2 separate regions of the Danio rerio genome follow, and region 2 is linked to region 1. The links are chromatin contacts, called in public HiChIP or PLAC-seq maps. All regions are on one chromosome and are shown on one strand. Each heading gives the region's core, a stretch centred on a gene start, on an enhancer-like site or on the middle of the called end of the contact. The rest is flanking DNA. Distances are from core to core; before and after follow the strand shown. Region 1 holds the start of ccnjl (cyclin J-like). Region 2 holds the start of brd8a (bromodomain containing 8a).

Region 1 (6,953 bases), core at 268-2,767:
TTAGTGCAGAGCAAACTGAACTTCATGCAGTGCTTTTTAATGGACTCACCTAACCCCATCCCTAACCCTACTCTTCACAGTGACGTTACTAGCTCCATTAAGTGCATTGTGTCTGAATGTTCTGGCCAGTTTTTAGGCTGTTCTTACAGTTTTAGTTTAAAAATATTATCAGACTCCTGTTTTTGTAATGATATGATGTTATACATTTGTATTTTAAAAATAAGTGTTCATATTTCTTTTCTGAATCTTGAGAATATTTTTGGTTTATCAAAAAGGGGTTATGATGACAAGCTGATCCCGCTAAAAATAGTGCTTAAATGTCACTAAAGTCAAGTGCAGTATTTAAATCTCACGAATAAATACAATATAAGGCAAAAAACTGTAAATAGGTCCACTTTTGAGAAAAAAAAAGAACCATTTCTTTCACCAGGCTGGCTACGGGCCTGTCATATGTGGATTACTATGAATAAGGTCCTGTATCTGATAAGGTTTGGTCCTTAGGTTTTTAGTGGTGAAGGGTCCATCTGCTGGCCAAATACAGACAGAACATCTCATAAAATAAAATTCACATTATTAAATAAATCTCTTCTTTTCGTTGTTTGTCTGATAATCCCAAGGAGCTTTCATCCTATACGTTTGCTCAAAAAGATATTACTTAATAACTTGTATTTTGTAACTTGTATTTATATAACTTATTTTGAAAAATTATTTAGTCAAATGTAAGTACTCGATTTGACTTTTGAAAGAGCTTTGCAAAAGGAATACTGTCATTACAAGACAAATTATATAGATTTAAATTATATATATTAATTAGGACTACACTATTTCTTAGTCCATTTAGTAAGAAAACAGGTATTTTAAACTGAAATAATATTTTATTTTTTATTAAAATATTTCTAGCCTTTGAGAGAGTTCATACAAAGTAAAAATCTTAATATTGCCGATCTTTTGATTTGTGTTTGTGTTTTATTTATTCCTTTTTCTACACCTTTTGCTCATGTTCCTACCGTTGTAGGCCTAATCCAACTATTTTTGCCATGCTATTTGTACATGTTGTATATGTTCAGTTAATTAATGTTTATTTATGTGTTAAAACTAAGATTGATTTTTTTTTAATTTATACATTTTACAGATATGCACTTTTAAACAGCTCTATCTTAACCATAAACAATTAAATATCAATGGTTCTGTGAGTAATAATAATAACAAAGTTTGTAATCAATGTAAATAAGCTAATTGTATTTTTTATTAAATTTCCTACATAAAGATCTCAAAATAACTTTAACAAGGCTAATCTCTGAACCACAATCACCACACTTCACCTGTAGATTTAGATGAATACATAAAGCCCATCTATACACAAACATGTCTGTCTTACATCCATTATTGTTTTAATCAAGATGACGAGTCTCAATTGTTTAATACATGGCTAATCTTCATGTCCGCGCCTGGACTCCTCCCCGTTCAGCGACCATGCAGATCCGAGCATCAACATCATTCAGATCTGCTCCTCTCAGGCCGCTGGGGGAGCAACACCGCACGGGACGGCTAAAAAAGTCAAACGGGTTAACTTGGATACGCACGCGGCGGTGTTTTGATAGAAAAAAAACGACCCAACTGCTCACCGATTTGACTTTGTGTTTCCCGGGAAGCATTTACTTGATATGGGATTTGTTTCGAGAAGTACACACGCGTGCAGTTGAAGGATTTAACTCCAGTATGCGGCAGTTCTGAAACAAAGAGCTCTGGAGCGCCCTTGTCTCAGTGGTAAGACGCGCTGTCGCTTTTATGTGGATCTTTAAACCAGTTACTACTATGTAATGTTTGTTTTTCTGTTTCTAATGCTTTAGTTTTGGATGATTATCATGTTTTTCTTGAAACTCTTTGCTTTATTCGTTCACAACATGCATGTGATCTGGGTATCGCTCGTGGTGTGCCGCAGGGGTGGATGTACGACGCCGGTCACTTTCATTTCATACACGTTTTGTTTGTGTTGTAGTTTATAAAGTAACATTAGAATTGCTTAAATGTGTTACTGGGCCATTGTTTTATGTTATCAGTTGAGTGTTCCACTAATAATGAAGACAAAGTCGTGATTTTTCGTGTTGAAGAACTGCTTGAACTTTGTCGGACGCTTTAAAGCTCAGTAAATTTAGAAATGATTTTGTCCACTTATCTTGTTTGGTTTCCCTTTAAGAGCTGTGACATTTTCCCGTCAAACAGGCCTTAAATAGAAGTGCTGTTGTAGAAGTATCTAAACTGAACAAGATTTGCTGCTTTCTCTCTTTCACACTCGTATTTGTGTTTTAAGGATTGGGGGCCTTTCTGGATGGGAAAGATGGAATCGGAGGGCCAGTGGTGGAAAACCCAGCTCGCAGCGGACATCCATCAGGCATTGCGAATTAAGGTGAGTTGTAGTAAACTGACGTGTTTGTCCACCAAATCTGGGTTATATTCTTTATACAGGTTTTGGTTGTGACAAATTGAATCAGTGTTGGTTTGACTTGTTCAAGCTGTGATAGGGACGTGTGAAATGTCACACGGCCCTTAGAAAACATCCCTTGATTGTGGTTTTATGATGGTTCTTGGCTAACACATCATCTAGTATGGGCTGTTTCTGATGGTATGATAACATGGATAAAATATCACAGTTTTGTGATTAATGCTCTAAAATAAGTTATTTTTTATATGGCTTAGTAAAAAAACAACAATTCATTTTAGGAAACATTTAAGATATTTTAGAGCAGTAAGCATGGCTTGCTTTAAACTTTGTTAAACATGGTTATTGTCCCATGCCTAGTCTACATTCATATTCAAAACAATGTTTATTGTGTTATTGAACATCAGTTACTGTCCAAGAACCTAAAGCAAATTATATGCCCTTTTTGGCACAACCCATTTGTAGTTTAGTTTTACTTTATTCTTTTTTATTAATTTTGCTTTAAACGTACTCTCATATATGTTAAAATCATTTAATAATATAGTCTTTTATATTAAATTAGTGTTTTACCTGGATGCAAATTATATTGACAACTGATTTATTTATATATAAATGTTTTTATTACAGCGTTTTAGACATTTCTGCAGCAGTTCATTTAAATATGTTGAAGCTTCAAAGCTTCATTAAGCTAAACGGCAATTTCCTTAAATTTTCTTTCACGTTCAACTGTCAAAATATTCATTTATTCATTTTCTTTTCGGCTTAGTCCCTTTATTAATCTGGGGTCGCCACAGCGGAATGAACTGCCAACTTATCCAGCATATGTTTTACGCAGCGGATGCCCTTCCAGCTGCAACATCCTTACACTCTCATTCACACATACACTACAGACAATTTTAGCTTACCCAATTCTCCTGACTTGTGGGAGAAATTGGAGCACCTGGAGGAAACCCATTCAAACATGGGGAGAACATACAAACGCCACACCGATACGCCAACTGACCCAGCTGAGGCTTGAATCAGCGACCTTCTTGCTGTGAGGCGAACGTGCTACCCACTGCGCCACCATGCAGCTATATATATATATATATATATATATATATATATATATATATATATATATATATATATATATGCTTATTCTGACCTGTACTAATCGTATTATTTTATACTAATTGGTATTAATGATATCAAATATAAAGATTTAAAATGTCAATATATTGGTATTTTGGATGGTAATCTATTACAACATAGTAGGGCTGCACGATACAGGAAAAATTACACATGACAATTTTTTTCTTCTGCGATGTATATTGCGATATGAATACAATTTCACTAGATGAATTGAATAAATGTTTAAGTTTAGATTGACTGGGAAGATTGCATAAAATATAATTCAAGTGTAATTTTTACAGCACTAGAGCACAATAAGTCTTGTATAATAAGCATAATATTTTTATTTATGAACACAATAATCGACAGGCGTAGATATTTAATAAAGAAAAATAAGCTAATTAAATATACAGCATTTTACTGTTTTGTGAAACCTTGAAATGCATTCGGATATACAGTAAATGAATAATCAAATGTGAAATAATACAGCATAGTCTTTGTCATATAAACAATTCCATAAAATAAATCATTATTAATTTTTCAAAGTTACAAACGGTACATTTACATAAGCCTGAATGCTTTTAAAACCCTCACACTGTCACAGGCCCCTCAAAAAACGTGCAAAATGGTAAATCTTAATCCATATTTATAAATTATAAATATAAAAACATTGCGTATACTTGCGATGTGACTTGCAAATGATCACATTGCGATATCGATGCCAAAATGATATATTGTGCAGCCCTACTACGTAGTGTGTGCTTTTATAATAAAAATGTGAACAGTTATACGTTTTTGCTAAGTGTATGTCATTATTGCTACATTTGCTTTTTGAGTGTGTGTGTGTGTGTGTGTGTGTGTGTGTGTGTGTGTGTGTGTGTGTGTGTGTGTGTGTGTGTGTGTGTGTGTGCGCGTGCGTGCGTGTGTGTGTGCGCGCGTGTGTGTGCGTGCGTGTTGGAACACTAGGAAGTATATTGCTAAACCATGTGAACTTTTGTTTCCTTACCGTTGAGTATATTGCACCCATCAGATGGTGAGGTTTAAGTGCATTTATTTAGTGCGGTCCGTTGTCCTTTTATTGTCTGTCCTGTTTATGGCAGGCTGTGCTCACATCCGGTTTGGAATGTGAAGTGCTCTGTTTGTCTGTGTGTGTTTGCACTTGAGTTTGTCTGTTAGTTTGAGATTACTGGACTAAACAATCCTGCTGGCTTTGCTTAGTGTGTGCCAAGGAAAGACAAAATGATGTATGTGATTTGAAAGCAGCTTAAAAATGTATATTAGAGCACTAAATGAAATCCTGCGATTATGTAGGACTATAGATTTTAGTGTGGTTCAGCTGTTTGGGGAAATATTTAGAGTCTGAAGGTTTGGTGTTGGTGGATTTTGTTTGGACGACAATCTCCCTCTCTGTTTGCTTATAGATAATAATGTGCAGAAATGTTGGAGATTGTTCTTCACACAAATAAGCTGTGGTTTGATTTTATGCTGCATGTGGGAGCTTTACCTCCTACTACTTCAACGCTGAAAGTCTTTGCAGTTAATTGTAATCTTTGAGGAGGTTAATTAGCAGCCTTGCTCATGTTTTTATAATCACTTTTTAGATATTTCTTCTGCAATTTAGTTAAATATTCACTAAGCTGAATGGCAGTTTCTTAATATTTTCTTCCACGCTCAACTGTCAATTTCCATTTTAGCCATGCGCAACCCATAAAAGCATGAAACCACCAAAAGTGGTGCAGATTTAGTTTTAGTTCCTCTAAATTTGTCTTACTGAAATCTTCTCCTGAAAATGATTTGCATCAAGATATGCAGTTGACAAACTGATCGGCCATTCAGAAACAGCAGCAGCTGTAGGCCTGTCTAAATTGCGGGCAGGCCCCACAAAAGGGCTCGTTGAGAGGGTCAAATCGCAGCCCCTCACCCCACAGGGGACAGATGGCAGTGAGACACGATGGCTCGGCCTGTAAACGAACCAGTGCTTTCCTGAACAGCCACTATAAAGCAGTATGCTCGGCTTATGGGACTGTCTGGAAAGAGTTTGACAATTTAGCCGCTTATTAAGTGTGACTGAAGTGTTTTTTTGAGGGTTTGTTTGAGGAGTTGTAGTACTTTCTATGCAGTTGTTATTAGTTGTAATTGTCAAGATTTCCTTGATTACAAAGTAAAAATTGGAGTCTGTTTGAGTATTTATGTATGTACATGTGTAGGTATACAGTAGTCAACATTTGAAGTGGATCAAAACCTTTTATCAAAGTTGCCCTAAAACTATTTGAACAACTCCCATTTTTCAAAACTCCCAGAATTTTGATGAGCTTTTTTGATCCACTTTAAGTGTTGACTTCATCTGTGTACGTAAGATATGTAGAAATGTGAATACATACAATGTCTTTAATGAAATCTTTTCTGGTTATGCAAAATAATCATAAAAAATTGTTAAATGTTTTAAGGTAAGCATTTTATACTATCAGTTTACTGTATTAGCATGCTGATTACAGAGCTGGTTTTACTGTCAAAGTGCGCAAAAAAAATCGCCTTAGTTTAATCGCGCAGCCATAAATAAACTCAATTAATTTATAAATTAACAAAGTAAATACTAAATTAGCCTCAACTTATATTCAATTGATTTTGTAATGTGTTTGGCATTATTTTTGATCAACTTACTGAATTCTTACTAAATTAAAATGTTATTTTATTGTAGTCTTCCATGGTAAACTGTTTAAACAGCATAAATAAATTTTCTCTTTAGGAGCTGAAGTTGCCTACGTACCAAGCCCATTCGCCACAGATTGGAATGCGGCGGTACTTTGCTGACCTGCTCGCTGTTCTCAGTAACCGGTACCAGCTGTGCCCTACGGCGCGTCACCTGGCCGTCTACCTGCTGGACCTCTTCATGGATCACTATGATGTAGCCGTGCGGCAACTGTACGTCATCGCCCTCTCCTGCCTCCTGCTGGCCAGTAAGTTAAAGAGTCTTACACTGCTTCACCCTGTGGTGCGAGGTATGTTTCAGGACACAATCCAGGACACATGATCTAGGCAGGGGCGAACCATATATGGTTAATGACGAATCAGTCTTATTTTATTTTTTTATTTTTTTGTCTAAAGACGACTAACTCTTTAGGAGCATTTTCGCCACCTACTGTATTTCACTAATATGGTGATCGAGACTTTCCATGCTACGATTGGCTTTCATTAGACTGTGAACAGTTTAGGGTTTCCCATTTTAGTCATTATAATATCGTAATGATCATTTTAACAGCGGTGCACTTTTGGTACTCAAATTATGTAAATAAAAATAATTAGTTGAAACACTAATGACTATTTAATCAAATAAATTCTATTCATTCGCTGAAGTAAAATATTAATATAGTGTTATGCATTTATTAATTGTGAAACGATT
Region 2 (7,594 bases), core at 4,834-7,333, 110 kb before region 1:
AAAAATACACTAAACTAAATGTTATGACATTATTACAATTAACCCTTTCACATGTAAGTTTTAAATCCTCCCACTGACCCGCTGCATGAGTTTTTTTAAATGTGACCATTATTCAGAGCGCATCACTTTAAAGTTTACATGGTGACACATTCAGACAGACCGCAGCCCTGATGATTTCTGCAAATACTGACAAGCATCCTAATTACATTGTGAACCATCTGATATAGTGATTCTCAAATATATGCCAAAACATGTATTTCGTAGTTTAAACTGCTTAATAACGATCATATTATTTGATCTATAATGGTTAATGGGTGCGGCTGTGTTAATCTGCGCTTCAGTGGAGATATTAGAGCTGCTGGAATTACAACATGTGACTTCATCATTGTCTCCTGAAATGCATGCAAGTAAGTATCTGTTTAATTGGGCGTAAGTTATTTAGTGACTTGAAAAGTGCTTTAATATGTTTAAATATTATTATAATTGCCATCCCCATAGACATCAGTGTGCACTTTACAAACCATGAATCTTGCTTACTTATTTTTGCACTTATAAATTGTGTAACGGATGGAGGAAGATCCAACACGTCTCACTGTCACATATATTTTTTAGCAGCTCTTGGAAACCCCCACAGGGAATTTGATAAGAACTTACGCCCAACTTAGAGTTACCACCGAAACCATCTTGACAGAAGTGGACATTTGTAAACTAGCCATTACTAAATTCTAGAATGTAATGTTTTTGTGTGTGTGTTCATGTTCTGTCATATTCTGAGCTGTTGTTTGATTTCTCCACAGGATGTCGCCATTTTCCGCAGTGTTTCTGTTTGGGGTTCATTTGTGTTAATTCTGTTCAGGTGTGTCTTCTTAGACTAGCCTGTTTGTTCTACCCTCTTGTCTCCACTTGTCACTTGGTTTTTGAGTTTGATGCGCTCTCGCTGTTGCCGTAAAGTCCTCTGGTCATTACCTTTTATCAATTGTGTTTTTGGCTCGGGTACCCTTTGCTCTACAGAAAACTTCATGTTTGCTAACTGCTTAGCTTGTAGACTTAATATGTTTTGCCTGGCTGCTTTTTTGATGATTTTGGATTTCCTGAATAAACACCTTTTTTTGAACTAGAGCTTGTGCCTTGGCAATTAAATTCCCCAGTTCTCACTGTGGCTGAACGGTAAAACACTAGTCTACTACACCAGAGATCTGGGTTTGAGCCTCGGGCTCATCACATGTTCTTTGTAACCTAGGTAGAATGCTATGTCTGATTTGAGTAATTTATTTTCAAACAGAAATATCATGCATAAAATATCTTTAACAAAATAAATTTCAACATGGTCGACAATAGAGCGGGATGAAGCACAAGCTTATTTTCCCAGCCCATTACCACTTACACCATTCGTCTATTCCTTCAACTTATTTCTTCTTTTTCTTATCTCTTTTTATGAGACATATTTTATCCTTCTGGCATATTTGACAAATTATATGTTTGATTCCATTTGTACCTTCACATTTTGTAACATAGACCCCAAAAAAATAAAAAATACATAGTACTGCAAATAGCCATTAGTAAAACTTTCATCATACCTTTTTCATTTCATCCTTTTTTTATCACCTTCATCATTATATTCCTTCAATAATATATATTTAAACAACTTTTTATTAATATTCTGACACTGTTTGAGAGTCTGTTCTAGACTGTTCCATAATTTCACACCACAGACAGACATACACAAACTTTTTAAAGTTGTTCTTGTTTTCAACCTCCTAAAATGTTGTTTTTCTCTCAGATTATATCCCCCTTGTCTTTCTTAAAAAAACTTTTGTATGCATTTCAGAAGTAATTTATACCTAGCTTTAAACATCAATTGTGCCTTTTAAATTTGACCAAATCATTGAACTTAAGTATCTTCAGTTTAAAGAATAAAGGATTTGTATGCTCAAAATACCCCACATTTACTATCAGTCTGATTCCTTTTTTCTGCATTGTACATACGGATCATAAATTAGATTCCCCAAATTTCAACACTAACTCATATATGGCAACATAAGTGTGTTATATAATATATACATTAATTAATTGTCCAGGATGAATCTTGTTTTAAACTCTATTGCTACAGTTTTTATTAATTTTGATATCACATTATGTATTAGCGGTTTTCAACTAATTTTATGATCCAATTAACCCTAATTGCATATTCTCTTTCTTTAACTTGATTATCAATATGTAAATCTATATTAGAGCTACACGATTCTGGCTAAAATGAGAATCGCGATTTTTATTTTATTTTTGGCCTAAAATAAAGATCACAATTTTTTCACGATTCTGTAGATGTAAAATAAAGGTTAATATAAGTGGGCTATTATTATTGTTATTCTCAAACATGTGGTAAAACAGTAATAGGCTTTGTGTAACTGTACTGTTGGTTAAAATGCTCAATTTTGTATAGACTTGGAATGGTGGACTTGAACAGACTTTACATTTGTCCTGGTTATTAATGCTGATGATAATTCTGATGTTGATTTATTGTGTTTGAGACATGCTTACAATCTGTCATTTTCTGCTTAAAATCTGTCACTGATGTGATTTTCGTGAATACAGAAGAGTGGGTGGATATTTTTGCATTTCGGCAGGTTTGGGATACTTTTTGGGCTGGAATCAGTCAGGTTTCATTTTAACTGCTAAGAGTGGTTCACTTCCCGCACAGCTCCCAAACGATCACTCTGTGCCTCAAACTGAATGTTATTTACAACTCTATTACCTGTTTTTCACAGCTTATGCAGGTTCTGTTCAATAAAATAAACTTCATTCAGAGGCGCCCACGTGCCCGCCCTCCCTGTGGTAACAGCTGACGGTCAGCTCGCGCCACGTGTGATTTTGCGGTCGCAAATACATGACAAGAAGACAAAAATGACATTTTTGGGGTGAATTATATGTTTTAAATACAGCATGTGACTCTTTCAACACCATTTGGAGGTGTCCACATTGCTGAACAACATATGTAAAACAATGTGAAGACTTTTGCGGCCACCATTGCTTCTTTCCTGAACTTGAAAATATGATTGACAGAATCGTAGAAGTGCTGGATTAAGATTGTCTAGGGGGTTGAATCGAGATCGTGATCTTTTTACGATTAATTGTGCAGCTCTTATCTTTATTATTTTTAATTTCCCAAATAACATAACCTGTTTTACTTATATTTAATGACAATTTATTTACGTCAAACCACAATTCCAATTTATTAATTTCTGTTTTAATCAGCTCCATATGTTTTGGTAAATTATCCCCGGAACAAAAGATACTTGTATCATCTGCATGTCTGTGCTAAATAGTGTTTATTGATGATTTTGCTGGTGGTATATCAATCTACCCTTACAAGTATTGCTTAAATGCTTACATTTAAACTTATCTGTACGTATGCACAGCTAATGAGGAAAACAGAACAACTGTAGGCATTGTATTTTGATCCTTGTCACCAGGGCTTAATTTGTGGCGGAACATGCCAGATCCGGCACCTCATTTTACCGATCCCCTCCTCAACCGCCCTCCTCCCCTGTCCGCTGTACACTTTCACTTTCTTCCACGACTCCCTAACCCTCTTCACTTTCCACATCCAATTTTTTATATTTTAGCTGAACTATCAATTTAATCATTGCAAAGAATGTTGTGGATGTTGGAACATAAATAAGAGTGAAAATGGACTCACTTTGGCGCCTCTGTTGTCTCCAGGAGCTCAGAATATTGTGATGCACAATGCTGTGAAACAGAAGAAAAGACAAGAGAGAGTGTCTGGAAGAATTTTACATCACACAGTGTCTCACTTATTGATCCTTATAGGTGCAGTTCATTCTAACTGTTTTTTTTTTTTAACACGCAAAAGCAGCAGATGTTTGTTAGCAAAACTAAATGTTTGTTCCACTGAAAGACAGAATTATTTTTTTAAGTGAGTGTTAAATGACAGCATGTTCAATTTCTGGATGAACTATGCCTTTAGATTTCCTCATCACTGGATTGTTGTAGGCTACTGTCCCACCAGTACCTTCTGAGAGAACCAATCAGGAGGACGTCCAGGTTCTGCAAACGGCTTAATGGCTCGACTCACGGAAACCCTAAAACACCCAGTGAACAAAAACACATGGTGCATGTGAGTTTAGGCTTGGGCCAGACAGAATCTGCGGACGTTTTTTGCTATTTCTGCTGAGAATTTTGGTAAAAATATGCGGATTTCTGCTGATTTATTTTGGGAGTATCATAACTAAAACCTTAATATGTGAAATTTAAAAATTATATATTTTTAACTTTAATGTTTAAGATGCAAATCCAATTACATTCACATTATTTGGTAAACAAAGCAAGTCTCTCATATAATATATTTATTAAAAGACAGAAAATATTACTGTACAAACTGCACTGTACATAAATCAGATGAACATTTTCATATTAGTCAATAATATTACTGTAATTAATTTAAAAACTGAATAAATATAGTTTTACACACATTTACTCAAGTAAATAAACAGAATTAATGATGGGCTAAAAATCTGCGGAATTCTGCACGCGCAGATTCCATGTAGGCCTAGTTTAGGCTAATTTCAGACTTAAATGTGATTAGATATTTTCAAAGGGGGAAACGTGACTTAAAATATTGATTAAATCATACAAAAAAAAGGCATGTGTGTGTGTGTGTGTGTGTGTTAGTAAACATTTTTGAAATAAGTTTTGGATATATTTTAAAGTAAACTATTTTTTTTGCAGTTCTGAATTACATCAGTGATTAGTTATGAATCAAAGTATGAAATGGAATAAATCAATATTTATGTCAGAATAAACAAATCATGATAAGATTGACTTATCTTGAGCTGTCCTTGTTACAGTGTAATTGCGCATTTAGGTATTAAATACTGAATATTAATTAACAACGATTACTTACTATATGGTTAGGGTTAACTGTATTTAATTATGCATATAAAAATAAATTATAAAATACAATAAATAAATATAAAGTTTCATTCATTGTTGTTTACATTTTTTAATGCTTGGGATAAAAACTAAAATTATATATGGTAAAATTTTTAATATATCGACCATTTTGAGAGATGTAAACAAAAACAATGGTCTCAACGTGTTTCCTGTCTTACATTTTTAATTTCTATGGTTTCAGAGAATCCAAAAAGAGTCACATATTTACAAATAATGTTATGATCACTGGTTTAACATTAGGTTATGATTAAATTGCCACTTGTTACAGTTATGAAATAGTTTGACAACAAGCAGGAAATCTTCATGGGCCAATGACATTACATTAAAATGGTCTCGATAGATAGATAGATAGATAGATAGATAGATAGATAGATAGATAGATAGATAGATAGATAGATAGATAGATAGATAGATAGATAGACAGATAGATAGATAGATAGATAGATAGATAGATAGATAGATAGATAGATAGATAGATAGATAGATAGATAGATAGATTACATATACACACACATGATGTATATGTTTACAAAGAAATACCCTCATACATCATCAATTTATTTTGCCTTATGCAAATAAAAATCACCAGTTTTGGTCTCCACTCTTCATGACAGATGAGGCGAGGCACAGCTTCTCCCTAATTGACCATGGGTCTGTCGGGCCCAGCAGCAGTTTATGTTCTGTCCAAGGAATAAAAGCACAATATAAAGAGATGAGCGCATTTTACATGTGAGCAGCATTTGTATGACCCACACTGCGATGTAGAAGAATGTATGAAAAGTAGTCACTAATAACGGGGCCATTTTAGACGGTCAACGCATCATCGGCATCTTACATTTCTTTAACGTGAAGTGATTCGCAAAAGCTAGTCGATATAGTCATGAATGTTTGGGTTTTGGCGATTCGGCCAATGATTGCCATAATCAATGACTTCTGCGTGTCAAATCGCTCAACGCCCATGCACGCGCACCGCTGCATCCATTCTGCACGCGCTCGACATGCATCCATTATAATGTGTCCTCCGCCCCGTGCAAGACATTCATGTGTACGATGGAAATATAGAGAGCAATACTCACTTCCAACACCGCTCGCCATTTTGTCATGACTAGACTGTTTTCTATCGCTTCTTTCGCATGACAAGTGTCTGGCTGTCAAATGTAAATGTGCATATCCGGTGTGAATTTTCCAACAATCATTTTGCACTAAAGGTCTGCGTTAATATCATCAATGTGCATTATTCAATCGATAAAGGTTTGTGTTTTTGGTTAGTATTTTCGCTTGTATGACCGTAGTTCAGTCATTTTTAATACTTAAGAGGTGGATATTTATTTGTATTTGATAGATGTGGTGTTGGTTTACAGTTGCTAATAATAATCATGATAAAGCAAATAATATTGAATAACTTTGAATTGTTGTGTTTGCTTTTGCTCAGCAAATGTAGTTGGTTCTTTTAGTCACATTCAGTGAAATGGCTTCATGTAAACAACAATTATTTGTACAATTATATAATTTAGAAAATATATGCATAGAAACAAGCACTTTTTAAACAAAAATCTCATATTTTATGAATTATAAATGTGACTTTAAATTATTCTCGAATTAAATTATAGCATCTCGAGACTCAAAACATTTAAACAAACAAGCAAACAAACAAACAAAATTGCTTTGGCAGCTATGTTGTTAATAATTAAGCTCTTTTTGTACTATTGAATACATATATTTTAAAAACTAAACAAGAAGTTTGGTTAAAAAATAAACCAGCTTAAAATGTTTACAATCAACTAGTGCAAGCTGTTTACTTTAGATTGTTTTGTTTTTAATGTTGTTTTAACATTGTTAAAGAGCAACTATATTATTATAGAGATTTAAGACGTGCTGATACTAATATAAACCAATAATAATACAAAACAAATCAGTTAGCTCATAGAGCACAGTCGATAAACAAGTGTTTTGTTATAGCTAACGTTAGCTTTTATTTTGACTATGACTTCCGTACCGGAAGGAAGACCGGTGAATAAAACATTTGTTCGGATTTAGTATTTTTGGACTGTTAATGAATAAATACAATTGTTGAACAGGAATTGTGCTGTTTTTATTATTTATTGAAAACTAAAAAATAATCGACCCCAATGTGTGAAATATGCTATTTTTTAGCTATTATTTTAGCTATTTGTAACGTACTTTAGCACCGCTAAAATAAATGTTATTTTGGATTGAAAATGTATGTGTTATAGGCCATAGTTAATCGATTATTTTGCTGTTCCTAATACTTACGCATATAAATCCCCCTGGTGGACGTCACATATACCATGGGTGGTGTTCAATTGCCGACATACCTGATGCATACTTCGTGTAGGGGGATTAGCTCAAATGGTAGAGCGCTCGCTTAGCATGCGAGAGGTAGCGGGATCGATGCCCGCATCCTCCAACTTTTTAATTTTTTTCTGATAATGAAAAATATTTATGTATCAATGATCATTTTTACAATATCGTGTTTATACATACACATGACTTCATGAATTAGGTGTTTACTTGCTTCATCATAGGCTGTACATTGTTTTCCCATACATTTTGAGGCATCTGCTGCACTGTAATCCTGATCCACACAGAGGCTACATCTAGT

Evidence for each region. HiChIP or PLAC-seq counts read pairs in DNA pulled down with a chosen protein or histone mark.
Region 2: a contact with region 1 is called in an H3K4me3 HiChIP or PLAC-seq map of gastrula embryo, with 4 times the contacts expected there. The contact joins the promoter of brd8a here to the promoter of ccnjl in region 1. A contact is called at or near these places in 2 of 4 datasets of contacts at active chromatin or transcription factors (embryo and gastrula embryo).

Annotation. Positions count from the first base shown.
Region 1 is chr21:32,730,143-32,737,095 of GRCz12tu, reverse strand. It overlaps ccnjl (cyclin J-like), which reads left to right and starts at 1,517. Exons shown (of 6, transcript NM_001309845.1): 1 at 1,517-1,767; 2 at 2,312-2,407; 3 at 6,300-6,510. The coding sequence starts at 2,330.
Region 2 is chr21:32,845,579-32,853,172 of GRCz12tu, reverse strand. It overlaps brd8a (bromodomain containing 8a), which reads right to left and starts at 6,083. Exons shown (of 18, transcript XM_073935993.1): 1 at 6,048-6,083; 2 at 5,558-5,651; 3 at 4,031-4,100; 4 at 3,698-3,747. It overlaps trnaa-agc (transfer RNA alanine (anticodon AGC)), which reads left to right and starts at 7,327; the gene lies at 7,327-7,399.